2 separate regions of the Zea mays genome follow, and region 2 is linked to region 1. Evidence: chromatin contacts called from public Hi-C data. All regions are on one chromosome and are shown on one strand. Each heading gives the region's core, a stretch centred on a gene start, on an enhancer-like site or on the middle of the called end of the contact. The rest is flanking DNA. Distances are from core to core; before and after follow the strand shown.

Region 1 (4,399 bases), core at 611-3,110:
CCTAGAATGATCTCTGGCGCCCGATACTGCCTTGTCTGAATAAAATCTGTAAATTGCTTGTCAGCCCAGCAAGCATTCCCAAAGTCCACAATCTTGCATGTCAGATCAATTCCATCCAAGCTCCTTTCTGAGCGTGAAGATTCCACAGCTGATTTTCTTTTCTCAGCAAGCTTTGCAAGCACCCTCCTTGCTCTCATCTTTAGCTTATTCTCAATCGCGTTAAGACCAGCCTCACCGTTAGGGTACCCCTCAGGCCTCTCAAGGTTAGGTTTAAGCCCAGAGCGAATGGGGTCCTTGGAGGGATCAATTGTGGAGACAAGGAGAATGTTCTCAAGCTTCAAATCTGAATGGATGATGCCAAGCTCATTGTGCAAGTAATCAAGACCTACCAAAATCGACTTGCATATTTGCCTCACCCTATCGAACCCGATGCCTTTGTACCGGTTGTACTGTACCAGCTTAAGCAAGCTATCTCCCAGTAACTCAAAGACGAGGCAGATATGCTGCCCGTTCGGCCCCGTGTGCTTGAAGTGATCTATCAGCTGAATGGTGCATTTGCAGTTCAACGGGTCCCTCTTGGTGATCTCTGATAGGAACTCGATTTCATGAAGAGCAGCTTGCGCAAACTCAGGCGCACTCTTTTGGATCTTCAGGGCCACGTATCTCTGCAGAAAGGAGAGTACCATTTGTGAAAACAATGTTCTTTTTTTCATCCAATTTCATAACTCTAATCAAAGACACCAGAGTATCCAGAGCAATAATTACAATCACGGTTATAGTTAATCATGGTTATAGTTAAACGTAAGGCACATTATTACTATGAGAAAAGGACATTAAAAGATCGGTACTGGCAACTGGGTTTATTTTTGTATTGTACGGCTAGTGAAATAGATGAAAACTTTAATTTGGCATTGTTTCCCTCCAGACCTGAACCCACCTGATTCTGGTTGCTTGGGAACGGAAGAGTTAAAAGCTTTCTCTTCCCAATGGCAGCGGCAAACGGATGAACCAAACTCCCAGATGGGGCAAGAAACGACAAACCGAATCCCTAGTCTAGTGAAATGAAGCCTATAAAATCCGAGTGAGTGTCGGACAGCCCCGTCGCAATCACAATCCCGCGCCCATTCCCCTCGCGTGGGGCCCGATTGCAGGGCAGGGCAGGGCGCGCGCGAGGTGGCAGCGGTACTTGCGATCCGATCAAGCGATCGACCGGTGGCCCGCTAATCGACAAAACGCGAGATCTAGGCGGGCAATCGCATTACGAAGCGGAGGGGAGGGATCGCGCCGGGGAAGGCGGACGATCTTTAGTCTCCCCTCGATCGCTGAGGATGCGGGGAGAAGCCGCGATCTCATGCGGAGGGAGGAGGCCAGAGGGCGCGCCCACCTACCTGTGATTGGACGTCGAAGGCGAGCCAGACGGTGGAGAAGTTGCCCCATCCGAGCTTCCGCTGAGCGACGTAGCGGCCGGCGGCGAACTGGTCCCCGGGGCGTACGGCGTGGTAGCCGCCCTTGCGGTACCCGTCGACGCCCTCGTCGTCTTCCTCCTCCACCTCCACCTCGTCGCCCGATAAGGACGGCGACAACGACGCCACCCGCGACATGATCCTCCTCGGTTTCCAACAGGGATTTCAAGGCGAGGCCCGCGTAGGTGTCCGGCGATCCCACCGGGGGCGTTGCGAGCTCTTCTTCCGGGTTAATTGGGGTGGGATGGGAATCGCGCAGGCAGGTGGTGGTGGGTTTGGTTGGTTAAAACTTTTTTTTGGGGGGGCGGGCTCAGGTGGCGGGGGAGGGAGGGACGGAGAGCAGCATCCCTTCCCTGCCTCCCTGTCCCTGGACGACAGAGCGAAATGGAGAGGAGGACGCGGGGCGCTTTCCCACGTCGCTCCTCCTATTTTGGATGTATTGAACGATCACCCACGACGACAGTTTCGATTCCATCGTCCCATCGCCAATCAACCTGTTCTTCGAACTTCTCTCTTTTCCATCCTGAACAATCGGCAAAAGCAAATCATCGTTTGCCTCACTTTTACTGAAAAAAACGTGACTTTTAATGCACTTTAAATTTACCCTCTTTGAACTTTAATTTATATATAATATAATGCTCTCTCGGTTTCAAAAAATATTCGCTTAAAGTTAACTAAATTTATATAAAAAATAATACTTATATCTCCAGATAATTTATTATCTCTAAATACTTTTATTACAAGAATATATCAAACGAATCGTCTATTGACATGAGAAATTTTAATTTGTACTATTAAAAGGTTACAACTTTAGATATATAACATTGATATCTCATTTACATGTGGGGTTTACATAAGTCAATGACATTGTTGACGCCTTTTTGGAGCGCCAAACACTCAACAAGAACCGTGGCGGTGCCTTCTGCACAGGGGCGGACGGTCCGCGCGCAGGGGCCGGACGGTCCGCGGCCTGGTGCGAGGCGCGGTGGTGCTCTCTGCGCAAGGGCGGACTGTCCGCGACCTGGGGCCGGACGGTCCGCGGCCTGGTGCGCGGCTAGGGCTCCTGCCTGACGGCCGGACGGTCCGCGCCCTGGGGCCGGACGGTCCGCGCGTACGCAGGGACGGCGGAAGATCGCCGACGGCGCCTGGATCTCGCTCCCGGGAGGGACCCCGTCGGGGAGTAGAGATCCTAGGTGGTGTCTAGGCTCGGGTAGACCGACCTAGACTCCTCTAATCGACGTAGAGTCGAGGAGAGGCGGAGAATTTGGGGATCGAGAGGCTAAACCTAAACTAGACTAGAACTACTCCTAGGATAAAATGCGAAATAGAAGTTGTATTGATTCGATTGTTGATGATTACAAATCGGTCGTATACCTCTCTATTTATAGAGAAGGGGGGCTGGACCCTTTACAAACTAATTCCCGAGCTTATCCCGCGATTTTAGCTAACAACCGTAGCACAAAACTCGGAACTCTAATCTGCTCTGCGCATGCGCGGACAGTCCGGCCCACAGGCGCGGACCGTCCGGACCGCGGACCGTCCGGCCTCAGGACCGGACAGTCCGCCGGCTCATTTTTGGTTCGAACATATGCCCCCCTGCCTTTTGGTGGAGCTGGGCGAACCAAAAGCAACTAACTCGATGTGATCACATCAGTTTTCTTAGGCATCTTGCCACATACTAGGATGGTACTGTTTGAGGAAACGCCCATTCAAAGCCTTAGGTAAATCCTTGCCTTGTAATGTTTGTAGTAAATAAGCGTTACCAGACATCACCTGTTTCACTTTATAAGGACCCTCCCAGCTTGGCGACCATTTCCCGAACTTTCGGTCTTTATTCCTTAGAGGTAGAATGGTCTTCCACACCAAGTCTCCTACTTGGAATGATTTTGCTTTGACCTTCTTGTTGTAGGCCCTGGCTACCATGATCTTGTCCTTTTCTATTGCTCCCAAAGCTATCATCCTCTTGTCGGTCACCTCATCAATATTATCCATCATTGAATTATAATAATCAGTAGCAGTTAGATCATTTTGTCTGGCAAACCTGACAGCATTCAAACTTATTTCCACAGGTAACACTGCTTCCTGCCCATAGACAAGCTCAAAAGGAGATACTTTAGTAGCACTATGTTTAGATATTCTATGAGCCCATAAAGCTTCAGACAAAATCTTATGCCAATGTTTAGGATTATCAGATATCTTCTTCTTTATCAAATTAATCAACGTCCTATTACTAGACTCGGCCTGTCCATTGGCCTGAGCATAATATGGAGACGAATTAAGTAGCTTAATTCTGTATAATTCAGCAAATTCACGTACCTCCTTTGACATAAAAGAAGTACCTTGATCTGTAGTCAAGGTCTGGGGAATACCGAATCTATGAATAATATGCTCAGTTATGAACTCAATTACCTCCTTATGCGTCATGTTCTTTAGAGCAACGACTTCAGTCCATTTGGTGAAATAGTCAGTGGCAACTAACACAAACCGATGCCCTTTTGATGATGAAGGATGAATTTCTCCAATAAAGTCTAATCCCCATCCTCTGAATGGCCAAGGCTTGATGATAGGATGTAATTCGGCTGCAGGGACCAACTGCAGGTCGCCGAATTTTTGACACACTTGGCACCCCTTGTAGTACTTGAAACAATCAGCTGTCATACTAGGCCAATAAAAACCAGACCTTCGCAACAACCACTTCATCTTTGGAGCTGATTGATGGGTACCACAAATTCCTTCATGTACTTCGGCCATAGCTAATATAGCATCATCTGGGCCCAAGCACTTAAGCAGGACATCATTAACCGTTCGGCGATAAAGTTCATCACTCATCAAAACATACTTGAAAGCTGTTCGCCGAATGTTCTTATCTGTCCTGATATTGGGATTTTGCAAATAATTAAGTATACGTGTCCTCCAATCACTTGCATCGGCTTCAT
Region 2 (4,399 bases), core at 942-3,441, 220 kb after region 1:
TGAGGCGTTTTGCACCAGCCACTTCACATCTTCTTTCCTCATCAGCAGCTCTGAGACTTGAAGACATACTTGGGTTGCAGCCATCAAAAATGCATTTATTTCGATGATTCCATAAAGTCCAAGCTCCCAGAATGATGAGAGAGTTAAGGCCCTTTTTTGTGAGACCATGTACTGCTCCTCCCACCACTTCCCACCATCCCAGGAAGGAGTTTGCAGTCGGCTGTGGTGCAAGAGAATGAAGACCAGATTTCCTGAGTAAAAGGTACCAGAATTCTCGGGCGAAAGAACATTGCACAAGGAGGTGGTCTATATTTTCTTCCTCTTGGTCACATAACAGACATTGCTCTGGATGATTTAGGCCTCGCTTTGCCAATCTATCAGCTGTCCAACATCTCTTATGGGCCACCAACCAAAGGAAGAAGCGATATTTTGGCAAGGCCCAGGACTTCCAGATTCTTTTATAATGTTCAAATGTCACAGATCCTAGGAACAGTCCTTCATATGCTGATTTGGCTGAGTACACACCATTCGAGGCAATACTGAAAGTATGCTTGTCGTCAACCTCCGGCTGTAGCTCGATGCCAGATATCAAATCCCAAAGCTGAAGGTAATCTGTCAAAACCCCTACTGACAAAGCTCCTCTGATGTCAGAAATCCATTTGGCGCTAACAATTGCTTCCTGAACTGTCCTGCAATTGATTACCCGCTTCGGAATTGCGCCAACCAGCCTTGGAAACAGATCTGCAATTCTTTTTCCATTAAGCCATTTACCCTTCCAGAATTTGGTATTGTTTCCATTCCCCACTTCAGTGGTTACTACTGCAGAAAAGAAAGCTCTAGCCTTTTTTGGGACTTGTATTTGAAGTCCAGACCAGGGCCGAGAGTGGTCAGTCTTTTGTAACCAAAGCCACCTTAGTCGAAGTGCCCAACATAATTCTGGAAGACCAGAAATACCAAGCCCTCCAAGCTTTAGGGGGCGACAGACTTTTCCCCGGGCAACAAGACAGTGGCCAGCTCTAGCTTCTTTGCGACCTCTACATAGAAAACCTCTTTTGATTTTATCAATAGTTTCCAAACCCCACTGTGGGATATCCACTGCCATTGCTAAGTATACTGTCATGCTAGTAAGAACATGCTGAACTTGCACTCTTCTTCCAGCTCGTGTCATTAAGTCAGCCTTCCAATTAGGAAGCTGATCAGCTATCTTATCCACAAAAGGTTGGAACTGTTGCTTTGTCAACTTGTGTAAGGATAAAGGGAGCCCCAAATAACGACACAGAAAGGTTGAGATTTCACATGGCATCAGGGTCTGGACTTCGAGCAGCACCTCCTCAGAGCATCTAATAGGATACACATTTGACTTTTGCACATTATTGTGTAATGGTGGTTTTTACACTGTTGCGTCTCTTTTATTGAACACTATTGAGGATTGAGGAATTATTAGTGTTGTCTCCTCCAGTCATCCGTATGTTCATAAGCATTCAGAGGCAGGGGCAAGTTTCTTAATAATTAAGATAGACAAGAGACGGTGAGATAGTTCCACTCTTCACCTTGTAAAGTATTTCTATATTAAACTCTAGGTTTCTATATTAAACATTGTGTTCTAACCTTACTCTAGCATGATATATTAAACATCAAAATTTATAATATATAATTAATATTGTTAGATAGATTATCATTGAATCTATTTCCATAATAAGCATATTTAGAGATAAACATTTTGATAATATTTTTCTACAAATACAGTTAAATCTAAGAGAGTTTGACTGGCACAAATACTATGCCCACTTATTTCAGAACGGATGAAACAAAACAAGATTAAAAACCTTTTTATTAAATACACGAATACGTGTATACGAGAAATATTCTCCATCACACCAAACCTCCGCATAAAACAGCTAGTACTGCTACACTGGTCAAGGGAGATTTGAAGAAATCACTGATAAATGCAAAAAAAATACGTTACGAACTTACGATTATACCTTAGCTGCGGAGATGCCACAAATAAACACCGTAAATCGCGGTGATTATTATGCCATAAACCGCGCCACTCCACACATATCGGAAGGCCCCAAAGCCCGTGGGCCGAGCCGAGCGTGACGGAAGCAGCACGCAGGACCAATTTTGAAAAGGGGCTGCAAGACGCAAGACGACCGTTGGAAGAGCCGCCTCTTCGCCTCCGCTTAAAAGCCTCCTCGCCTCGTCTTCCAAACCCGAGAGCAAACGAGAAGGACGCCGGAGACCGAGAAGCAATCTCTCCTCCCCCCGGCCAGCCGACCGACCGACCGACCCATGGACCGCCGTCCTGCTCTCGCCGTCTCTCCGCGCCCGCCCCGGGTGCCCCGCCCGCCCCTCGTGCCAGCCTCCTCCGTGCAAACGCCTCCAGGTATGGCCGGCTGATTCCCAATCGCCCCCCCCCCCCCCCCCCCCCCCCCCCCCCCCTCGTGCGCCGATTCAGTTCTCCCGATCTGACGCGCTCCTCTCAACTGTCTGCAGGATCGATGAAGAAGGCGGCGGCTCCGATGCGCGCGTCCGTCTGCGCGATCCCGTCGCCGGTCCGCTTCGAGCCCAGCCCGATGCGCGCCTCCATCTCCGCTCTCCCGTCGCCGATCCGCGCCGAACCGAGCCCTATGCGCGCGCGCGTGACCGCCGCGCTCCAGCCACCAAGTCGCGTCAAGCTCGACCTGGCTGCGTCGTCGCCTCCTCCGGCAAGGGCGGCGGCCGACAAGGAGAACTTCCTCCTCGCCGCGGCTCCGTCGTCCCCCTCGGCGAGGGTGGGGTTCGACAAGGAGAACCTCCTCCCGGCCGGCGCGGACGCCCACGACGAGCTTGTGGCGCTCAACCTCGCCGCGATTGCCAGGACAGCGGGCACGCCGTCTGGTGGCCCGCTCTTCGTGCGGGGCAGACTCTACGACCTCTACTCGGCGCGCCGCAACGAGCGGCTCAAGCGCAAGCAGGACTTCCCCTTCTATTCCGAGGAGTTCGCGTCCGCGGCAGTGGACCCCGAGACGATGGCCGAGAACCCCTGTGTCGCCGTCGAGCTGTCCAAACGCCGCGTAGCCAAGAAGGCCTACGCCGCCAGCGGCGCGGAGTCCGTGAGGAGGTCTATGCCAGCCGTCGACTTCGCAGCATGCCGCGGTGGAGACTTGGGGCCGAGGTCCTCGCTCAGGAGCAGTAAGGAGATGAAGAAGGCTTCCGCCGCGTCCGGCGCCGTTTCCATGGCCACCAAGGTGAGGAGGGTCAACCCCAGGTCTTCGGTTCGCCGGTTCTGAGTGTTGTAGCGCTCTTCATCTGAGGTTTTCTAGCTTCCACTCTCTGGTTCGATATGTCACTGTCACATGTGGATTTGGTGATGCGGTCTACCTATAACTAGTAGATGTCAGTAAGAAACATTGCCAGTTTTTTGTGCTCGGAATTGGTTTGGCGAGCAACCCAGATGCGAATTGCGAATCACCTTGGTGTTAGACACGCAGAGGGTGGAAGAAGAGAGCATGAGATCTGGAAGGGAAGCAGAGATGTAGGCAACGGTGGTGTTCGTCTATGTTCAGTTTCTTCTGGTTTTTCCATAATCCTCTTCCCAGAGTCACCCTTATACCCTTACACGGGCTCGGCCCAATGACACAGCGCTTAGCACATTACATGGCCCACTCAGGGCCCGTTACTCTCACATTTCCGCGCTTACGGCTTTGGTTTTCTGTCGCCGTCGCCCTCCTGTTCTTCATGTTGCTGCACCACTTCATGGTCTTCAGGCAAGTCAGGTTGGCTTTCACCTTTCTTGGTCTGCCGCTGCTGCTCCTTGCTGGACAGCGCCGTCTCTTCCTCGTCGGCTGCCTCTTCTGGCGTCTCCCTTGACATATTGCTGACATTTGGCTGGGTCATATTCTGATGGGAATATATTACTACGAGGTGGTGTTAATATAGGTTGGTTGCAGCAAGGTAGTCTGTGCTCTGAATTTGGTTCTTTAGAATAGTGACCATAGTTGCCGTAATTCTATTTATACGTCAGTCTATCATGTGTCAACCTAACATTTCGAATATATCTTGCATTCTTTTCTTTCTTGCTGGTACAAAGTGTTTGTTTTCGTGGTCAGTCTTGTTATAAAAACATTCAATGATGCATCTTTTTGAGCCGTTGCTGTATTCGTCAAGACATGCAGTTCTCCAAGTCTAAGCATTACAGGTCACCACTCACTACTAGGTAACATGATCACCCTCAACAAGCTAGCACATGAGTGGGCATTACAGGTCACCTGCCCAATCCAGCGCGTAGGCCACAAATAACATCAACTTCACAATTAATCCACGTAAGAGACCATCTGGCGATCATCTTGTGGAAGACTGTTAGCACCCTCTAGAAGCCTATAGAGCAGGGAAGAGGGAAGCAGCAAAGATTGGAGAC

What was found. A called contact is a pair of places that touch in the nucleus more often than the background predicts.
Region 2: a contact with region 1 is called in a Hi-C map of tassel, with 2.1 times the contacts expected there. The contact joins the promoter of LOC100277325 here to the promoter of LOC100304238 in region 1. A contact is called at or near these places in 4 of 25 Hi-C or Micro-C datasets (ear, leaf, leaf mesophyll and 1 more) and 1 of 3 datasets of contacts at active chromatin or transcription factors (leaf).

The regions. Positions count from the first base shown.
Region 1 is chr2:205,559,034-205,563,432 of Zm-B73-REFERENCE-NAM-5.0, forward strand. It overlaps LOC100304238 (Protein kinase superfamily protein), which reads right to left and starts at 1,861. Exons shown (of 5, transcript NM_001361391.1): 1 at 1,389-1,861; 2 at 1-665. The coding sequence starts at 1,601.
Region 2 is chr2:205,774,765-205,779,163 of Zm-B73-REFERENCE-NAM-5.0, forward strand. It overlaps LOC100277325, which reads left to right and starts at 2,192. Exons shown (of 2, transcript NM_001176307.2): 1 at 2,192-2,386; 2 at 2,497-4,129. The coding sequence starts at 2,293. The coding sequence ends at 3,272.